Regions from separate parts of the Mus musculus genome. Here regions 1 and 2 are each linked to region 3. The links are chromatin contacts, called in public HiCAR-type and HiChIP or PLAC-seq maps. All regions are on one chromosome and are shown on one strand. The core of a region is the stretch at or near the end of the contact, and the rest is flanking DNA. Distances in the headings are between cores, read along the strand shown. Region 1 holds the start of Skiv2l (superkiller viralicidic activity 2-like (S. cerevisiae)). Region 2 holds the start of Fkbpl (FK506 binding protein-like). Region 3 holds the start of Wiz (widely-interspaced zinc finger motifs).

Region 1 (3,106 bases), core at 196-2,695, 2.5 Mb after region 3:
TAAGGTAAATCACTGATTTCAGACACACAGAGGCCAGACACAGCAATCTGCATTCTTATTTTGAGAGAGGCTCTCATGAAACCCATGTTTGCATCCAACTTGATGTGTGTGTGTGTGTGTGTACACATATCCCTCCCCCTCTCAAGTGAGGGGGTGACAAGCATGAGCTACCAACACCTGACTATCATGCAGAGCCAGGGATCAAAACCAGGGCTTTGTGTATGCTGAGCAAGCGCTATACCAAGTGAGCTATGTGCTCAACTGAGAATTCGCATTTTAGAATTCTTATTATTTGTAGTAGTATGTGTTAGTATGTATAGGTCTGTGTGTAATGGGTGGACATGGGTACACGCATGCACACATGGCAGTCAGAAGACCACATTGTGGAGCTGGCTCTCTCGCTGCCTTTACGTGTGTCTCATCAGACTTGCATGGGCAAGCGCTTTAATAGGCTAAGCCAGTGATTCTCAACCTTCTCAAATGCTGCCACCTTTTAATGCACCGGTTCTCCTGTTGTGCTGACCACAACCGAAAAATAATTGTGTTGCTACTTATTAACTGTAATTCTGTTACTGTTATGAATCTTAATGTAAATGTCTGGTGTGCAGGATATCTGATATGTGATGTGACCCCTGTCAAAGGGTCATTCCACCCTCAAATGGGTAGTGAATCAAAGGTGGAGAATCTCTGGGCTAATAAGTCATTCTGCCAGTCTTAAATTTTCTGCTTCTTTTCTTTCTGTTTTGGGGATGAGATCTCACTACATAGCCCTGGCTGGCCTAGAACTTGGTATGTAGATCAAACTGGCCTCCAATTCAAGAGATCTGCCTGCCTCCACCTCCCAAGTGCTGGGAATAAGGGTGTGAGCCACGCCAGGCTTCAGTTTAAAAGAGCCAAGTGCTCTGAGCTATGCAGAGAGAAGGAACCTCCTAGGAGGAAAGATACAGGTGAAGGGGCAGCTCTGAGAGCTCGCGTCTCCAGCACTCCCCGCTCCGACCTACTGGAGTTCCAGTAGAGTGGGATCTGTCCAGCATGAGCCGGAGGCCAAGATGACAGTGTCAAGCTACATCCTCCTGTGAGCAGGGTGGAATTTCTTTTAGGCTCATAGGTCAAAGGTGAGGGTCAAAAGTCACTCACAGTGCTCTCTGGAGGCCCTGGCACGTTCAGCAGCTCCCAACGGCCAGTGCACCCCACTTCCAGAGCTCGAAGGGGTAAGTTCAGGGGATCTAGGGGAGGCAGAACTACAAGGGAAAGGTCACAGGTTAAAAGCCACAAGTCATTCCTGTCTACTAACTAGTCCTTTCCGCGGACCCCCCTCCCTCCCCTCCCCTCCTCTCCTCTCCTCTCCCGTCCACTCTCCTCCCCTCCCCCTCACCGAGTCGCTCCGTCTCCATCATCCTGGAGCCGCGGCAGCTCCCGAGCAGCCCGGAAACTCAGAGTAACCACGGAGCCGGCCCCGCCCCGAGAAGGGCGGAAGTTGAAATTACTTCCGACACGCCCCCTCCTCCACCACTCCCCGCCGGGAGCGTGGGCGAGAGCGGCGCCGAAGCCTGACTCGGAGCCGGGCAAGGCCGGGCGGAAGTCACTGCGACTCGCCGCCTTGGTTACCGCGTGTCCCGCCCCTTTACGTCATCGCCGCGAGCCAGCGCGCAGTAGCCCGCGCGGCGGCGCCGGAGACCGCGGGCCCGGGCGCCGCCCCCTCAGGTGAGGGCTTCGTCTCACATCTTTCGCGCCTTCCCCGCGCGGCCCCTGGTTCTTCTTCCTCCTCCTCTGGTTGCCCAGATAGCGCTACGCGGGCCCGGCCGCCTTCTCTGCCCATCGGACCCCGAGGTTGGCTGACCTAACCCCATTGGGCATGGGGGTCGGGAGCCATCGCCTTGGCGTCGCAGGGAGTGCTTTCCCTTCTCCGGGCTGAGGTACCCCAAGGCTCTAGTGTCTGGACCTTGGACATAGGCGGGAATGCCGGTTGATTACCATAAACAGGAGGCTGGACAAGCAGCCTCGGAGGAACGAGGGGTTAGGGAAAGGCCAGAGGCTGGAGTAGGCGGGCCTGGAGGTTGGGGTGCATACAGGATGGACGCAAGTTGGACGACGTGTGAATTTTGAATGGTGACAGTAGAGAATGATGTCTTGGGTTCTGCCCTTGAACCAGGAGCCAACATGTTGGTGATACCTCCGGGGCTGAGTGAAGAGGAAGAGGCACTGCAGAAGAAGTTCAACAAACTCAAGAAGAAGGTAGGAGTTAGTTAAGCGTGGTGGCCCGGCTTCTCCAGACTCTGGGGACACCTGGGCTGACTGTAAGGCCATGGGAGTCCTCCTGCCTCCTACCGGAAGGGGACCTCTCAGTGGAGCTTTGGCAGCATCGTCCAGTCTTATTTGAACCCTCCCTCTTCTCTGGTCATCCCCAATGGAATTATCATCGTCCCTGTGGCTTCAGTACCACCCAGAGCCTTGTGAACCATCAAATGCCCAAGTAAATGTGCTCCTCCTGTCTGCTCTACCTCCCTCCCTTCGCTTTTAGATAACCAACTGCATTTAATAGGCCTTAAAATCTCTCATCTCTGACACACCACTCCACCTCAGACAGGGTCTCACACTTAGCCCAGGCTGGATTGAAAATATGTGGCTTTGGGTAGCCTGGAATGGCTCTGCCTCACCTCTGGCTTCTGTACTATTTACACAGCAAAACATTTGTCAAGTCTGTCGATGGTTTCTAAGTTCCTCTTCCACTTTGTCCCCTACCACTACCCCTGGCAAGGATCTCAGTATGTGGCCGGGTTGGGTGGGTTGTTTTGTTTTGTTTTGTTTTGTTTTTTCAACTCCTGGGCTCCTGGTATCTTCCTCCCTAAGCTTCTCTCAGGAAGTGGAACTCTAGGTGCACAACACCGTCCTCAGCACTCTCCTTACTAGTGAAACCTCTGAGTAATTTCTCATTGACAGGGTCTGGCTTTGCTGTTTTGAAGGCACACCTGATCCATTGAAAACACTTCCGAGGTTTCACATCATGTATAGAATTGAAATATCAGCTCACCATACCTGTCAAAAGAGAGAATTATTTTCTCTTAAAACCTGCCTTCCAAAACCTCCTCTGCATTTTTGCAACCCC
Region 2 (2,951 bases), core at 398-2,897, 2.3 Mb after region 3:
AACAGTCCTGGCTATCCTGGGAGTTGATTTGTAGACCAGGCTGGCTTCAAACTCACAGAGATCTATCTGCCTCTGCCTCCTGATTTCTGGGATTAAAACCATGTGCTATCACGCCTGGCTTACAGGTGTCTTTTAAATTGCTATCCCAAATTACGTTTTTGGGTTTGTTTGTTTGTTTTTCTTGGGGGGGGGTATACAGCAAGTGTTACAAAAGCAGAAACTGGGGGTTTGGTTACCCCTGAATTACATTCTCTGGGCAGTCAAGCAGATTTACAAAGGCAGATGGCAGCCTTCCTGATCTCCTGGCTACACTTTTCTGTGTCATTAGGAAGCCCAGCAGTTTCTATTATCCTTAAACCAACTTCACTTTCTGAGCAAGTTGAAGCCCAAGGTCACTTTTCCAAGGCAGGTTAGCAAAGCCTGGTAAGAGGAGAGTTTCCGACAAACAAGTGGCTCCAAAGGGCAAAAGACACTTAGATTTCAATGAATTCAGGTGTGTAACTATTTACTTGTCTTCCTAAACTGCTACGCAAAGCTCGTTTGTAGGCTATGTATGTTTAAGTAAGAGTTGGGTCAGAGCCTCTTGGTTTAATTATTTATTTAATATCTCCGAGGACGTTTGTTAGTACACGTATTCTTTTTATATTCTAATCAGTGTAAAGCTTGTCAGTATTTCTTTTACCCTGTATCATCAATGAAGCTCTGGGTGTGATCCACAGTACCACATAAATCAGGCACAGTGGGGCATGCCCGTGGTCCCAGCATCCTCTTCTACATAGAGTTCCAGGCCAGCAAGGGATACACATGACCCTGTCAATAACACCAAGAACAACATATGCCAAAGTAAGGTGCTTAGATAATAAGGGGTTCTCGTTCCCGGAAGAACTGTGCTGGTCCAGCCGGTGCAGGCAGTTTGCCCAGCAAGGCTGAGTCACAAACGGGATCTATCTACACCTTCTGTAGGGAGGAGGAGAGCTGTTCTCTGCCGCTCCTCTCACTGGAGCATGGGATACCAGTTACACACGAAATATATAGGACAAACTAAGCTGGTGCGGAATGAGGTCACTGAGGGATCACACTGCTAGCGGGCTGGAGCACTATCCAAGAATCGCAGGCTCCATCTGAGAGTTTCGAAATCCAGGTCTGCAATTTAATATATTTTCTCATGATGGACATGCTCATTCGAGTTTGAAAAACACTACGATTCTGGATCAGGGGGCTCAGTTGAAGGGCAATGATGGATATGTGGCAAAAGTCAATCAAGGATGAGCCAAAATGGACAGGGGTTGATTTCAGCTAAGATCTCTGAATTTGGGTATAATAACAGGGGAGGGTCTGAAAGCAGCTAAAATCTCAGCCTTTACATTTGAACTGAAGCTCGAACTTAGGGTCTTTACGCATGCTTGGTAAAGCTCTCTACCACTGCTCTCTCTTCCTCAGCCCAAGTTTCCCATTTCTGGCCTTTTTACATTTTGACTAAACCAGTCAGCCAGATCTTTGTCAACCTCGGTTCGATTTGGCTAATTCTATTGCTTAGGTCTAGTCCGGTTGCTAAGGTATGGCGCTTCACGGTTGCTAGGGAAATGGCGTCACCATAGAGGCGGGACAAGGAACCTCTTCGTGCTCCTGATTGGCCGTCGTGTTAGGGACTAGCTTCTCCGTCTCTGAGGGCTCGAGAGCTGATAGAGACTCTCAGCTGCTCCCAGGCTGCCCTTCCAGGCCTCAACATCATACACAATGCAACAACTGTGACTTAGGCCGTCCTGCTATGCTCCTTGGTCTCTCAGGTACTTTTTGACCCGGTCAAGTGCCCATAGTTGGGGCGACTACCCGAACCATGGGGAATTACAGAATTTATAGTTCTAAACTAGACCTGGGTGGATTCTAGCTTGGGAAGGGGGGAAAAAAAGGAGAAACTTTTAGCACTACGAGGAGTCTTAACTAGGAATTCTGGAATTTACATGGTTTCGGTTTTTTGTTTGTTTGTTTGTTTGTTTTTTTCACCTGCTCAGGTCTGAACTACACTTGACCCATCACTTTCCAGACTAAACTGTTCTTTCCTTTATCTGTTGTGGAAGGGATCAGGAGATCCAATGGAGACCTCACCTATCAGCCCAATGAACGAGAAGAACACCGCTCAGCCGCAGCAGCGGGAAGAGAACGCCCAGCAAATCTTAAATACAGCCATTCCGTTTAGGCAGCGGTCCCCAGGTCTTCTCCCTGAAGCCCTGAAGGTGGGAGTGAGACCGGATCCAGCCAATCAAATTGTAGAGACTCAAGAGATTGAACATCCCGTGGCTGGATTTGAAGGTGACTCTGATCAATTTCAAGTCTCAACCAATGAGATGGCAGAGCACCTCCAAGCTTCTGATCTTTGGTACTGTCCTGATGGGAGTTTTGTAAAGAAGATCATAGTCCCTGGCCATGGCTTAGACAAACCCAAGCTAGGCTCCAAATGCCAAGTGTTGGCTTTGGGATTTCCTTTTGGATCTGGGATGCCAGAGGGCTGGACAGAACTAACCATAGGCATAGGACAATGGAGGGAAAAAATGTGGGGGGAACTCATGGAAAAATGCCTGGAGTCTATGCGTCAAGGTGAGGAGGCAAAGATTCACCTTCCTGGATCCTCTGCACCTCTTGCTAAACTCAGACTGGATTCCTTCACCAATGGCCGGGACTCCTGGGAGATGGAGGCTATGGAGAAGGAGGCTCTGGCCAAAGAAGAACACAGAAGGGGTACAGAACTGTTTCGAGCTGGGAACCCTCAAGGGGCTGCCCGATGCTATGGACGGGCTCTCCGACTGCTGCTGACGTTGCCCCCACCCGGCCCTCCCGAACGAACTACCCTTTATGCCAATCTGGCTGCCTGCCAGTTGCTGCTAGGACACCCCCAGTTGGCAGCCCAGAGCTGTGACCGAGTGCTGGAGCGGGAGCCGGGCCATTTAAAGGCC
Region 3 (2,948 bases), core at 105-2,604:
GCAGAACTCAATGGAACAGCTTTTGCAGAGTATGTGCAAGGGCCTACGTGCAATCCCCAGTTCTATAAAGAACAGAATAAAACAAAGAAGGAAGAGGGGTGTAAGGCCACACTACTGACTTCACCCCTCAGGGTTTTGAATTTCCCATTCCTAACATGAGATACTAAATAACGGAGGCTCTTCCGACAAAGGTTCTAAGTATGATGTGAATTGAGAAGACAAAGAACTTGGCATGTAGGAACCACAGAAGAGGTGCTCGGAATTTATTAGAAGGCCAAGTTTTGGGGGACCAGCCACACCAGATTCCTGTTAAGTCCTTAAACATACCAGGCTCCTCCCCTCTGCAGGGCCTTTGCCCATGCTGTCCCGCCACCTGCTGGGCACGTCCCACCACTCATTCTGTGCTGTGCCTCAAACACCACTGTGTCAGGTGGCTTTTCCTGGAGCGCCCAGCCATGGTCCTGGCACTCAGTTTAATATCTGCATAGCCTGCATAACCTGCCCTTATGACATCTGCTCAGTCGTTCCTTGTCCACCTTCCCTTCTGGAATGCCAACCCCTGGAGGACAGGGACTTTTGTCTCTTTATGATTATTTCCCCAGCACCCAGAACAGAAAGTGGCACAGCAGGTGCTCAGTGTTTAATAAACGAACAACAAATTGTGAGGTGGGGACAGTGTGAGCTAGCCTTGTATGGGGTAAATCAAGATGGAAAGAGGCAACTCGAATCTCCCCAGACTTTACCTTACCACTAGAGGGCACTCGCTCAGGAGCTCCACTCCATCAAGACTGCAAGAAGGAACAAGTGGGCTTTGGGCAAAGAGCTCAGGGTACTGACATGGGATTTGGATACAGCTGGTGTCCAGCTTAGAGAGGAAAGCCAGGACACTACAAGTATGAATCCCAGTTTCTTACATCCAGTCATGGGCTCCCAAGACATCTGTTTTCATAAGGGCAAACTGAAAAGCGGTACGTGGAGCACTAAAGGAGGCTATGTGCATCGAACAGAATTCCAATTGCAACTCAGCCCCTGCTGGGTGGGGTGACCTGACTCTCTCTGGGCCTGGGGGACCAAGTGGGAAGCTTCTTTAGGGCCACAGAGCCCTCTTACCAGAAATGCCACTTCTGCCATCCAGAATGTCTCGAGGGCCTTCTTTGGTGATTGGCAGGTAATGAGAAGATGGAAAGATATCACCTTCCCCCTCAGCAGCCTCAGCCCCACTCTCGATGTCCTCTCTTGGAGCGGGGCCTCGAGGATGATCCGGGGCAGCCAGGCCACCTGCCAGTAACCCCTCCATGGGTGCCAGCCGTGAATCTTCACTCAGTACCTGGCAGGTTCAGCAGGACATTGTGGGCCTGGAGACAAAGACAAGGAAGACCTTAAGAGAGTAAGAAGAGAATTCTGTTTGTTCTCCCCTCTCTCAGAACCCTAGTCCTCTCCTTCAAAGCCTATGGCCTCAGTTTGTCTCTTAGTTGAAGTGAGGGGTTAAGTGGTGTTGAGGTTCCATTCACTCCTATTATAATCCAATCACCTCTACTGGGAGCGAGTCTCAGTACACTAAAGCGTTCTCTTTCCCCAGCTTCTTCACAGCCTCCATTCACCACAGTTACACACGCACATTCAGTCACCTCAGCCCTCCCTCATCACTCCTTCCACCTCCACCTATTCCTCCCATGGCTCACTCACAGCTTCACCGTGTCCAGCTGCTTTCCTGTGACTGCATAACCTACAGCCATGCCTCCAGTTTCCAGGGTCCCCGCTCTCTCCCCAGTGCAGGGTCTCGAGGGCCCCCATCTTTGCCCTTATACTTTACTCACTTCTGTTGCCCCGTATCAATTACCCCTACACTTTTCCAACATTCACATCCTTCTCCCTACCCAGGAATGTAGGGTTATTAACCCCTTAGCCTCTCCACACGCTCAAGTGACCCCACCATTAACCCTTTCCCTTCTCTTAGCATGATCTCTCATGCATACCAAGCCTGGGCTCCTCCACCCTGCCACCTTCCAATAGTATTGCTTGCATCCTCCACCGATATTGGTTGTTCTGGCCCGAGGATGAAAAGGACCGATGGGGCTCCTGTTTCAGAAATAAGGACCCTGGGGGGGAGGAGGGCGATTGTCCTCTCCACCTATAAATACCTTCAAGGTAGAGCAGAAAGTGAAGGGCAGGAATGAGGCGCTCTCCCCAGGGAGATGGTGGTGAGGCCCGGCCCAGGCAACCGGGGCGGGGCCGGGGCTCCAGGCCTGGTAGCAGGCGTTGCCCTCGAGGGCCTGGGCGCTCCCGGGGGGCCCTACACAGGGTGGGTTGACAGTCTTGGCTGGAGGGGTCCCTGCCCAGGCCTGGAGAAAGCACCTGCGGGTGCCCACTCGGGTAGGCACTGCTGGCGGGGATCGGGCAGGACCGCAACTTCGGAGCACTTTGGCAGCTTGGGGAGGGGGCTCCAGTCCAGATGGTCGTTCCCTACCCCACCTCCCGCAGGGGTCGCAGAGGTAGGGGCGGCGCTGCGCGGACGCACCCTGCGGGGAAGCCAGGGTCCCCAGGATGCGCCCTTCGCCCGTGCACCTCGGGGCGGGAGACCCCGCGGGACGAGCTGAGGTGGGGGGGGAGACACCTGCCTCGAGACCCCCGATCCTCCCCCCACCTGTACAGCCCCGCCCCCTGCAGGCCCCGCCCCTGCAGGCCCCGCCCCTCCCCCGCCCCAGGGGGTCCCGCCCGGCCCGACCGGGCCCAGGCCTCCCCTCCCTGCTCCAGCTCCGCCCCGTCCGCGAGCTTCCCGGGCTGGGTCGAGCCTCACCGGGGGAGGCGTAGTCGCTGGCCGGGAACTCCCCTACTTCATAGGGCCGTCGCTGCCACTACAGCTGCTGCCCCTCTTGGTGCCGGTGCCACGGCCTCCGCAGCCACCGCTGCCTCCACAGCTCGGGGGACATTGTCCCTTTAAATCGCTC

The links. HiCAR-type assays count read pairs that join an accessible place to other places. HiChIP or PLAC-seq counts read pairs in DNA pulled down with a chosen protein or histone mark.
Region 1: an H3K4me3 HiChIP or PLAC-seq map of embryonic forebrain shows a contact between it and region 3, with 4 times the contacts expected there. The contact joins the promoter of Skiv2l here to the promoter of Wiz in region 3. A contact is called at or near these places in 3 of 39 promoter capture datasets (hippocampal neurons, liver and pre-B cells), 1 of 115 datasets of contacts at active chromatin or transcription factors (embryonic forebrain) and 1 of 9 other capture datasets (pancreatic islet).
Region 2: a contact with region 3 is called in a HiCAR-type map of astrocytes, with 2.3 times the contacts expected there. The contact joins the promoter of Fkbpl here to the promoter of Wiz in region 3. A contact is called at or near these places in 3 of 39 promoter capture datasets (the C10 cell line, cranial neural crest and pre-B cells) and 1 of 115 datasets of contacts at active chromatin or transcription factors (astrocytes).

What each region holds. Positions count from the first base shown.
Region 1 is chr17:34,848,759-34,851,864 of GRCm38.p6, forward strand. It overlaps Skiv2l (superkiller viralicidic activity 2-like (S. cerevisiae)), which reads right to left and starts at 1,446. Exons shown (of 28, transcript NM_021337.2): 1 at 1,376-1,446; 2 at 1,138-1,241. The coding sequence starts at 1,397. Nelfe (negative elongation factor complex member E, Rdbp) reads left to right here and starts at 1,633. Exons shown (of 11, transcript NM_001045863.1): 1 at 1,633-1,830; 2 at 2,153-2,235. The coding sequence starts at 2,161.
Region 2 is chr17:34,643,167-34,646,117 of GRCm38.p6, forward strand. It overlaps Fkbpl (FK506 binding protein-like), which reads left to right and starts at 1,648. Exons shown (of 2, transcript NM_019873.3): 1 at 1,648-1,787; 2 at 2,079-2,951. The coding sequence starts at 2,094.
Region 3 is chr17:32,386,463-32,389,410 of GRCm38.p6, forward strand. Wiz (widely-interspaced zinc finger motifs) reads right to left here and starts at 1,355. Exons shown (of 11, transcript NM_001372227.1): 1 at 1,111-1,355. The coding sequence starts at 1,297.